Regions from separate parts of the Hordeum vulgare genome. Here region 2 is linked to region 1. Evidence: chromatin contacts called from public Hi-C data. All regions are on one chromosome and are shown on one strand. The core of a region is the stretch at or near the end of the contact, and the rest is flanking DNA. Distances in the headings are between cores, read along the strand shown.

Evidence for each region. Hi-C and Micro-C count contacts between places; a contact is called where the count stands out from the background.
Region 2: a Hi-C map of seedling shows a contact between it and region 1, with 4 times the contacts expected there. The contact joins the promoter of LOC123426268 here to the promoter of LOC123426264 in region 1. A contact is called at or near these places in 3 of 6 Hi-C or Micro-C datasets (leaf and seedling).

Annotation. Positions count from the first base shown.
Region 1 is chr2H:355,519,728-355,525,941 of MorexV3_pseudomolecules_assembly, reverse strand. It overlaps LOC123426264 (CSC1-like protein ERD4), which reads right to left and starts at 2,017. Exons shown (of 7, transcript XM_045110062.1): 1 at 1,555-2,017; 2 at 353-498. The coding sequence starts at 1,828.
Region 2 is chr2H:355,952,121-355,957,453 of MorexV3_pseudomolecules_assembly, reverse strand. It overlaps LOC123426268 (major pollen allergen Ole e 10-like), which reads right to left and starts at 1,725. Exons shown (of 5, transcript XM_045110067.1): 1 at 1,638-1,725; 2 at 1-543. LOC123426267 (pentatricopeptide repeat-containing protein At4g21065) reads right to left here and starts at 4,012. Exons shown (of 1, transcript XM_045110066.1): 1 at 1,260-4,012. The coding sequence starts at 3,976. The coding sequence ends at 2,186.

The DNA.
Region 1 (6,214 bases), core at 768-3,267:
TACAGCAACAACTGTTAAACTGTATAAACACTGTAGAAACAAGGAATACTTATCCCGCAGCAGAATTTCAGTTCAGTCAAAACTTCAGAAGTGATGGACCTAATGGCTCCTAATAGGACAGCAACGAGACAGATACTGATTCTGACAATACAAATATCTAATAATGTGCCAAATTATGCGTTTCATCTACATAACGATATGTACGGTACATTTTATGGAGCCAATCATCCACCTGGTTATGGGCAGATCAAGCATGAAAATGTCTCCAGAAGTCTGAATAATTGGAATATTCTATAGACCTATTTGCGGCAACAAAGACAGGTCATCAAGGTCAGATAAGAGGATTACTTACTTTAACATTGCCCAATGCTAATCTTTCAAAATCTGTGACGTTGGGCGGCACTCTGCCAGTAGAATCCTCCAGGGCATGATCAGTTCCAGCAACTGGTAACAGCACGGGAAGCAACACAATCGCGGAAAACACAAGGATTGCCAACACTGGAACACGAGAGAACAAAAATTCTGATAAGATTTTTATATTCAAGCAAGCACTCTGAATGATATATCTACCTACCTATATCTGACCCAAAACGCATCCTAGCATTAACTCTTTGCACTACAGACTAAGCAGTTTATAACATGCTAAATTTCATACTTCGAGCAACCCTCCATGCATGATAGTTTTATCTCGCTTGGGCCCGGCCTTCGGGACGGGTGGTGATAACTCCTCTTAACAAAGCACACGCATGGCTCTTGCTTGTCCTACACCTTTTGCTTTGCAGTATTTTATATATAATATAAAGTAAACTGATAGCAACAATTAGGATTTGTTATTGCCATTCTGGCAGTTGACACAATCGGCCGTATCTTCATGTTGGTACACATTTTTAGAAAATACTAGATGTTCGTATAGTACTGAGAATGGCGTTATGGCACCCAGGAGCCATGGAGGCCGAAATTTTTGAAAAAAACAAAATTCGAAAATTTTGATTTTAAAAAATCTGAAAACAATTGTACAACTAAACAGGTGTGTGATCCGCGTGTGTGTAAAATTTCAGGCCAAAATACTTTGAGACGCGACCAGTACATAAAAGACAAATTCATGGTCTCGAAAGATGAATAGTATGTGTTAAAAAGGTTCAGATTTATCTTTTTCGCATAGCCTTCATTTCAACGTATTTAGTTCTGAAGATTTATACATTTATGTATTGTACCTTCATCTACCTATGTATTTTTTTCAGAATATTTTGAAATGTTAAAATACGAATTTTCACGAAATTTAAACTTTGAATTTAAAGGCCTCTATGGAGCTCGGTCTCAAAAAACAATTTCCGTGAATATAGCAGATTCATTAGGGAAAGCATACTCCGTAGCACAGTAGCACGACTTAATTTTATATTTTGTGCACGAAATATTATTTTTTGTGGAAGCGAAAAAAAATACGGAAACGCACAGACAAGTACTCAACCAAATCAATCTGGGAACCAAACAACCAACTCAACCAAAGGCATGGGCAAACAAACGAAGTGGAGAGCGTGGTTGGCTTGGCCGTACCGGAGGAGAGGAAGACGAGGTAGACGGCGGCGTCGAGTCCGCCGGCGGCGACGACGTCGGGCTCGGACGCCGCGAACGCTTGGCGGATCCAGCCGACGGGGCTGCGCGTGCCCCGCCCGCGCCCCTCCCACGGGTCGAGCCCCCGCAGCAGCACGCTCGGGTAGTACACCGGCGCGTTCCCCGGGCGGCGCGAGAGCCACGTGAACAACAGCACCAGCACGACGAAGATGACGAAGGACGTGAGAAGCGACGTCAGGAACGACGAGATGTCCATCACGCCCGCCGCCGCAGCAGCCCCGCTCCTCCTCCGGGGGGATTATGATGGGGTTTGGTAGTGGAGGGAGTGATTAGCGGAGGGCATTAGGGTAGTAAATGGGTGGGAAGGGTAAGCATTGGATGCTTTGCTGTGCTGTGGAATGGCTGGCGTGGTGGGGAGTTTATGAGTTGTGGAGGTTGCCGAACAAAGGAAAGGGGCAGGAGGGAGAAGAGGAAGGGGATGGGACCATGGAGATCAGCAAAATGTCTGAAATGCCCCTTGCCTCCGTGTCTCTCTCTCTTCCACCTTCTCCTTTCCAATTATTCGAATCCCTTCCTTTTTGCCCCCTTTCATGGATTCACCTTCCTCGCCTCCATGATGCGTGTGTAAAAACAATTTCAACACGTTGATTCAAACGAACGACGCTTTTGTTTGTATTTTGTTTGTTTGGATCGGTCTCACGAACATTCGTGTCCGTTTTTTGATTGAATCGATGTTTGCGTTTAATGTGGTCAGCGATCATTTTTAGGCGACGCGAATCAAACATTTCAAAAAATATAAAAATCATTAATTAAACATAAATGTCAGCATGCGAGGACGGTGATAATCCACATCACAATAAACATAATTAAATAAACTAAAAACAAGGAGACGTGTTGCCTTAAGTGCCCTCCTCCTCCTCGTCTTCGGGGTCGGTGAGGTCGATGAGCGTCGGCGCCGGGCCACCCCACGGAAGGTCGTCTCCCACGCGGCGACGACATCGTCCGCCGGTGGTTGCACCGACGCTTGGTGGGCAGCATGTCACTCCTCCTCTCTGCTTCGGCCTCGCGATCCATGAGCTCAATCCGCCGGGCATGTGCGCCTTCTTCCCAAACCCGCCGCTGTCGTCAGTGCTCCAGGTGGGCCACCTCCTGCTCCGACGTCGCACCCAACCAAATCGGTGGCGCGCTGACCTACTCGCGCACCACCCCGTCCCAGGCGTACACCTCCAGCCTGAGACGGGGGATGGCAAGGCCGGCGGCGAGGGACGGCGGGGCCAACGGCGGCAGGACTATGTCGTTGGCAGCGGAGAGCGCAATGCCCTCTGCCAGCTGCTTCTCGTAGGCCTCCTCCTCCTTCTTGAGGTGCGCCTCCTCCTCGCTCACACGCAGGACGGTCGCCAACGCGTTTTGGTAAGCCGCCTCCGCCTCCTGGTCTTCTTCACGCACGATGAGGGGCGGCGGCGGTCCAGCCACCACGTCACGGATGCCATGTCGGCGCTGCTCCTCGTGCTTCCACGCGAAACACGCATGCCAGTCGGGGAGTCTGCAGCGTAGACGGGTTGCGCTGCTGTTCTGGTGTCAGCTGCTCCCGTCGGCGCCTCACCTCCTTCGCATGCGTCTGCACCGACCGCGGCACCGCTCGCACTGGGATCCTCTCCGGACCCAAGTGCGAGTCGTGCGGCAGCGTGATATTGGCGTAGGCGAGAGGGACACGGTTCTCCCAGTGCCACCTCGGCTGATGCACTAGCACGTTGACCCGCTGGCGAGGCGAAAGGTAAGACTCCGGCGCGCGGACAAGGACGGCGGGGGACTTGCCCTTGTATTTCATGGAGAAGAACCTCGTGATGGTGGTGGCTAGGGTTTGCCGCCGACGGGTGAGCACAGGTGGCTAGATGGGGATGGGGCGACTTTAAAAACAGGATGACCCCCCCCGGCACGCTTGGATTAAAAAGGACGATTTTGGGTCGCTAATGCGTGGGCCTGCGGTAGGCGGTCGTCGTTAATAAAGACGACGCCAACTTTGACCGGGTGCCATGTGTGGACGAGCGCGGACATGAGAAGGCGCGCGCCGCATCCGCGCCGACGCATTTCAGCGTATTTTTGGGCCTGAAATGGGTCCTCGCGGACGTGTTTTGACTTTAGGTCGACGCATTGGGCCTTCACTTTCGGCCGCGTTGACCCAAACGGACGCGAGAGAACAATTTGGGCCGCTATGTTGGAGTTACTCTAACGGTCTTATAATTGTCTTGTGTGGATCAATTTATGAAAAAGTATTCCCTAAAAAACAAAAACAAATATATCATGCCGAGGATTTCTTTAGATTGATTGTCTATTGACCAAACCGGTAAGACTCATTGATGAGGACATCAATACCATTGTTACACCCATAGCCCCTGCTGCTATACATACTAGACCAGTTACTGGAGCACACGCACGTCAATTAAATTACCAGGTACTTTCGTTTCTTGGAAATCCTTCTAATATTCATGAACATATGTGTTGGAAATATGCCCTAGAGGCAATAATAATTAGTTATTATTATATTTCTTTGTTCATGATAATCGTTTATTATCCATGCTATAATTGTATTGATTGGAAACACAATACTTGTGTGGATACATAGACAAAACACTGTCCCTAGTAAGCCTCTAGTTGACTAGCTCGTTGATCAAAGATGGTCAAGGTTTCCTGGCCATAGGCAAGTGTTGTTACTTGATAACGGGATCAAATCATTGGGAGAATCATGTGATGGACTAGACCCAAACTAATAGACGTAGCATGTTGATCGTGTCATTTTGTTGCTACTGTTTTCTGCGTGTCAAGTATTTGTTCCTATGACCATGAGATCATATAACTCACTGACACCGGAGGAATGCTTTATGTGTATCAAACGTTGCAACGTAACTGGGTGACTATAAAGATGCTCTACAGGTATCTCTGAAGGTGTTCGTTGAGTTAGTATGGATCAAGACTGGGATTTGTCACTCCGTATGACGGAGAGGTATCTCGAGGCCCATTCGGTAATACAACATCACATACAAGCCGTGCAAGCAATGTGACTTAGTGTAAGTTGCGGGATCTTGTATTACGGAACGAGTAAAGAGACTTGCCGGTAAACGAGATTGAAATAGGTATGCGGATACTGATGATCGAATCTCGGGCAAGTAACATACCGAAGGACAAAGGGAATGCCATATGGGATTATATGAATCCTTCGCACTGAGGTTCAAACGATAAGATCTTCGTAGAATATGTAGGATCCAATATGGGCATCCAGGTCCCGCTATTGGATATTGACCGAGGAGTCACTCAGGTCATGTCTACATAGTTCTCGAACCCGCAGGGTCTGCACACTTAAGGTTTGACGTTGTTTTATGCGTATTTGAGTTATATGGTTGGGTACCGAATGTTGTTCGGATTCCCGGATGAGATCACGGACGTCACGAGGGTTTCCGGAATGGTCCGGAAACAAATATTGATATATAGGACGACCTCATTTGATTGCCGGAAGGTTTTCGGAGTTACCGGGAATGTACCGGGAATGACAAATGGGTTCCGGGTGTTCACCGGGGGGCAACCCACCCCGGGGAAGCCCATAGGCCTTGGGGGTGGCGCACCAGCCCTTAGTGGGCTGGTGGGACAGTCCAAGAAGGCCCTATGCGCCATAGGAAGAAAATCAAAGAGAAAAAAGGGGAGGTGGGAAAAAGGGGAAGGACTCCACCTTCCAAACCTAGTTGGATTCGGTTTGGAGGGGAGGACTCCCCCCCTTGGCTCGGCCGACCCCCTTGGGGCTCCTTGAGCCCCAAGGCAAGGCCCCCCTCTCCCACCTATATATACGGAGGTTTTAGGGCTGATTTGAGAGAACTTTGCCACGGCAGCCCGACCACATATCTCCACGGTTTTACCTCTAGATCGCGTTTCTGCGGAGCTCGGGCGGAGCCCTGCTGAGATTAGATCACCACCAACCTCCGGAGCGCCGTCACGCTGCCGGAGAACTCATCTACCTCTCCGTCTCTCTTGCTGGATCAAGAAGGCCGAGATCATCGTCGAGCTGTACGTGTGCTGAACGCGGAGCTGCCGTCCGTTCGGCACTAGATCAGAGCGGATCGTGGGACGGATCGCGGGACGGTTCTCAGGACGGTTCGCGGGGCGGATCGAGGGACGTGAGGACGTTCCACTACATCAACCGCGTTTCTTAACGCTTTTGATGTGCGGTCTACAAGGGTACGTAGATCGGAAATCCCCTCTCGTAGATGGACATCACCATGATAGGTCTTCGTGCGCGTAGGAAATTTTTTGTTTCCCATGCGACGTTCTCCAACAGTGGCATCATGAGCTAGGTTCATGCGTAGATGTATTCTCGAGTAGAACACAAAAGTTTTTGTGGGCGGTGATGTGCGTTTTGCTGCCCTCCTTAGTCTGTTCTTGATTCCGCGGTATTGTTGGATTGAAGCGGCTTGGACCGACATTACTCGTACGCTTACGAGAGACTGGTTTCATCGCTACGAGTAACCCGTTGCTCAAAGATGACTGGCAAGTGTCGGTTTCTCCAACTTTAGTTGAATCGGATTTGACCGAGGAGGTCCTTGTATAAGGTTAAATAGCAATTCATATATCTCCGTTGTGGTGTTTGCGTAAGTAA
Region 2 (5,333 bases), core at 476-2,975, 430 kb before region 1:
GTCTGAGCGAAGAGCGCCTGTGTCAACAGGAAAGAAGCTACTGTCCATGCAAAGGCCACTGGATTTCAGTTCACTACTCGAGTCACTAAGCAACTCATGAACCAAAAAAAGTCCCCAGGTTGCTCACCGTGCATGGTGCATACTTATGGCCATGGCAGAGAGCGGCTTGCGTGTGCTGTGTAGACCAATGCAGATCAGATGCCTTTATGAATATAAAACAACACCGAGAATATCGGATGACTTGAAGGCCAGGAAACCATAGATTCTGCTGCCATGCGGTGGAGATATGCATGCATGGCCATGATTTCTAAAGGGACAAAAGGAAACCAGGCAATGGATTCCACGAGATCTCTCAAAGGGGCCAAGTGCATGCTGTGTTACCTTTACTTTTTTTGCTGTTTCATGGTAGAATGTGTCGGAGCTTCACGAGCAAAAGCTTTTCTTGTGGATTAAGGGAAGAACCTCCATTCACTTTACAAAGCTAGACTCAAGCCTAATGAATGAGGTTTGGTGAACCAGATTGCCTTGACTGACCTACACCACCTGCCAAGTGCCAATGGAACAAATGACATGCTGAAGCATATATATAAGGGAAGTAACAAGGCTTGAAAAAACAAGCAAGCTGCAGTGAAACAGATAAACAGGACAGGTAACATAGCATACTAAATAGAATGGAGCAGCTAGGAGTGAAAAAGAAAAACTGATACAAGGCTCCTCAGCTCGGTCGCCCAACAGGCCAATCCTCATTCCCTGCTAGTAGCTGGCGAGAACTCAATTTGGCTCAGCCACCGCCACATGCGAGAAACTTTATAAGCTTAACAAGAAACCACTGGCACAAAGTGGTGCCAGAAACTTCTTTGAGAATGGAAACTATACTAGCAGAAACCATCAGTGGTGATCCCAATGAGTTGAGACATATGGAACAAAGCAACACCAACTATAAAGTTTAAAGAGGACTTATAACTATAATATTGGGCTAACCTACCTTTGATGTTTGTCATGAAGAAACTTGTATCTTTAGACAATATATAGGGTCTTGCATTCATTTACTGAAAAAGGCATCGTCAAAACACAACCTGATCATGTCCTGCGGACCTACTTTTCACATGCAAATCTACAGCGAATACTTGTCACACAAGGGAAGCCTGCAAGTAACTACAACTGTGTTTGTTGGAATGTAGATTTCGAATCGCAGTCTGGCAAACAGTCATATCTCAGTTTTGTCTCCACTGAAATGATTAATTTTGGTTACATATGGATAACTAAAAGTACTCAAATATATTCAAAAAGTCTGTAACTCGCACATCCTCAGAAAGAATGGATTCATGGGAGAGGTGCCATTTTGGTATCTTACACACATACCAATAATACTAGTTACAGGACCACCCGAAAAACATGCCTCATGTCATTGTCTGTTCAGAAAACAAAATATGGCTCGTGTCGTTGTACTTTTCTTGCTTGTATTCTTTTTCTAGGATCGCCTAGTAAAGCAGGGCAGCCAAGCAGTTAGAACACCGCTGGAAGCTGGTAGAGTCTTTGACCATGCAGACTATTTTAGAGTAGCAATTTCTGAAATACGATAGGCAAGAGGTGCAGCATTAGAATTGTAGCATATACTAGCAGTATCAGCTCCAAACCTGATTTCTGCTGTATCTCTGGTTGCTTCTGTTTCCCGCTTCCACATTTTGTAAGTTGGGACTAGATATGAGAATAATAGATGAGGTTACCCCCACACTTCCTTTCAGAAATTGGATACTGTGGTTGAATCAACAGATGTGTCGACATCTGAACTTCTACAGAACTTGTTATGCAACCAGAACTTGGAAATTTTCATCATAATATTTCCAATGCTAGAGTGGTGCTAGCAGTATCCAGCTTCAACCTTGCTTCCTGATGTGCCATGTCCTGAAGCTTATTTTTTCCACTAGACATCTAATGAGTTAGACCAAGACTAAGATTGCAGCGACCTGTAAGGCTGTAATAGATGAGGTTGCCCCAATGCTTTCACTGCAGTAGTCATGTGCAACAGAAACCATATGCTGTGGTTGAGTCAAAACATGAGCTGTCAACAAATGAAGTTCTACAGAACTGTTCTGCAACCATAAGACACCGCCATTCCCCTGATTATACGGCACGGAACCTCATAAACATTGCATTCATCACTGTCAATCAATACATGAATCAACTACCAATAATCTTTACATGAACATTCCCCCCCTTTGAAATGGTGGAACCTACTGCGATCCCTAACAATGATTTCACGGTCATATACCTTAGATATTAGCTTAATTACCAAATGACAGTCTCCACACATCCTCAAGTTCTTCACTATCCTGATAGGAGAGCCAGGAAGACTCTTCAGCAAGGCAAAGGCAATGGCCAGCCTCTCGCTATGGTAGTTTAAAGCAGTCTCTTTCTCTTCCTCCTCTATATCTGCCAATACATTGCTTGTGCGGGGGACGTAACCTTGGCACCTCAATCTCTCAGCTATCTCGGCTAGCGTTTGGTATATCTGATCACTCTCAGGATGTGATCTATCGCCCATAACGAACTCATACACAGAGTTGCGGAGCTCCACAAGGCTATGCCCTGGGTTTTTCCTCACTCCATGTGTAGCCATTGTCTTCCTAAGCACATGGGCATCTGCCCACCTCCCAACAGCAGCATACAGATTTGAGAGGAGGACATAATCGCCGCTGTGCCCAGGATCAAGCTCAACCAGCCGTGCCCAAGCAGCCTCCCCGAGTTCCAACTTCTTGTGCATAGCACAAGCACCTAGCAATGTCCGCCACACAACAGCGTTGGGCTCCATTGGCATCGTGGTGATATAATTGTGCGCTTCCTCAACTCTTCCAGCTCTTCCCAGCAGATCCACCATACATCCAAGGTGTTCGATCCCTGGTGCTATGCCATACTTGTCCTGCATCTCATTGAAATATCGAAACCCATCGTCGACCAACCCGCAGTGGCTACAAGCATACAGCACTCCTACCATAGTGATATCAGTTGGGATAAGCCTCTCCCTCTCCATCAGACCGAACAGCTCAAGGGCATCCTTCCCAAACCCATTCCCTGCCAAACCCACGATCAGTGACGTCCACGAGACCACGGTCCTTGCCACCCCCATCTCCTCAAACACCTTCCATGCATCCTCAACTCCGCCACACTTGGCATACAGATCAATCAGCGCGTTGCCGACATGGCTGTTCCCTACTAACCCAACCTTGGACGCAAACACATGCACCCTCCTGCCGAGAGTGAGCGCCCCGATCTCCGCACATGCAGTTAAAACACTGACGATGGTGAATCCATCCGGCATGAGGTCCGCCTCCAACGTCTCCCGGAAGATTGTCAATACCTCGTTCGGCCTCCCATTGGCGGCAAACCCGTTCATCACGGAGTTCCAGGAGACGAGGTTCCGCTCCAGCACCGGAATTTCGTCGAACACCCTGTGGGCGCTCTCAAAGAGGCCGCACGCGCCATAGTGGTGGACGAGCGAGTTCTTGACGAACACGAGCGCCACTAGGCCGTTCTTGGCGGCCTCGGCGTGGAGGCTCTCGCCTTCGCGAAGTGCAAGGAGGCGCGTGCAGGCCTGGAGGAGCGGCGGGTAGGTGTGCGTGTCGGGCGGCGCGAGGCGGCGGCGGTGGAGCGCGAGCGCGATGCGTGGGTGCGCCGAGGACGCGGCGATGCGGAGGACCGTGTTGAGGGAGAAAGGGTCCGGGTCGGGGAGGAGGCAGGAGAGGACAGTGACGGCGTAGAGGAGCGGTGGAGGGCCGGCGCGGAGAGAAGCGAGGTGGAAGAGGAGGTGTTTGGCGAGGAGAGGGTGGGAGAGGGGCACGCCAGCCGCACGGAGAGCGCGCGCGTGAATCTGCTTGGCGGCAGCGACGGAGGGAGACGGCAGGTGGAGGCGGAGGAGCGCGACGCAGTGGCGCAGCGCCGGGTGCGTGGAAGGTGCGGGAGCGATTGCCTCGCGCATGGCAATGCCCTGCGCCCGGTAGGGGTTCGTGGTTGCTTTTGGGAGGGAAGGCGGCGCAACGAAAATGGTGTACACTGTAGTAGTTTTTTTTTGTACTGTAGTTTACTAGTCCCCTTGTATTTTAAGTCAAACTTTAACATTTGATTTAACACCAAAAAATAAATTATATACCATAAAAATTGTATCATTGAAAACATCTTTCAAATATGAATCCAGCAATAATGACTTTTGTGACATGCAACTTATATTTTGTTATTTAAACTTAAGGTCAAAATTTGACACAAAATGTGAAGGGGGCCAATAAACCCACACGGAGGTAGTATTAGCTAAATATCCGTGTGTTGCTATCGAAACAATATCTAAAGAAGGTGACGTGGGATCGTTTGCCCTTGCCCATGGTGGTGTCAACTATGTTGTGACAACGTTGGTGTATACCAGGTCCCACCCGAAGAAGGGTGGCGAGATGAGCCGTGGGCTATGGTTTTAGCGTTCCTTGACGATTGTCGACAAATCCAGCAACCCAAGTATTCTTGGGCTCTATCACATGCCGACGATGGATGGGGAACACAGGTGAAAGGGTCGATATGGTTGAGTAGAGGAGGGTGAATAGGCAACTACTAATTTTATCATTTTTTAAGAAATTAGGTTTACCAACAAATATGTTGTCTAGAAATGCAACTAGGTGAGCTATGTGATGCTAACAACACCAACTAGCAAGCAATCAAAGGAAACAACACGATAAGAACTTGCGCAAACTAAAGATAAGAAATAACCACAAGTAAAATCGATGGAGACGAGGATGTCTTAACGAAGTTCCTTCCCTTTGAGAGGAAGTACGTCTACGTTAGAGCGGTGTGGAGGCACAATGCTCTTCAAGAAGCCACTAAGGCTACTGTATTCTCCTCACGCCCTCACACAATACAAAGAGTCGTGATTCTACTAGTGGTGCCCTTGAAGGCGGCAACCGATCCTTTACACACAAGGGTGGGGCAATCTCCACAACTTAATTGGAGGATCTCAACACCACCACGAAGTTTTGCCACAATGGATTGTGACTTCGAGGTGAAACTATTCCGTCTAGGATGTTCAAACACCCAATAGTAACAAGATCCACAAGGGATTAATGGGGGGGGTCAAATTTCCCTTGGTGGAAGTGTAGATCAAGGCTTTGTCCTCCAAACCCTAGAACATCAATAGGTTTTGATGGCTAGAGAGAGAGATCGGGAAAAAATGATCTTAGGAGCAACAATAGAGCTTCGGGGAAAAGTGGTGAGGTCTTATTGGGGAAGAAGACTCCTTTATATAGTGGTAGTGTAAATCCAACCGTTACCCCCGCTATGAGGCTTACAGGCGATAC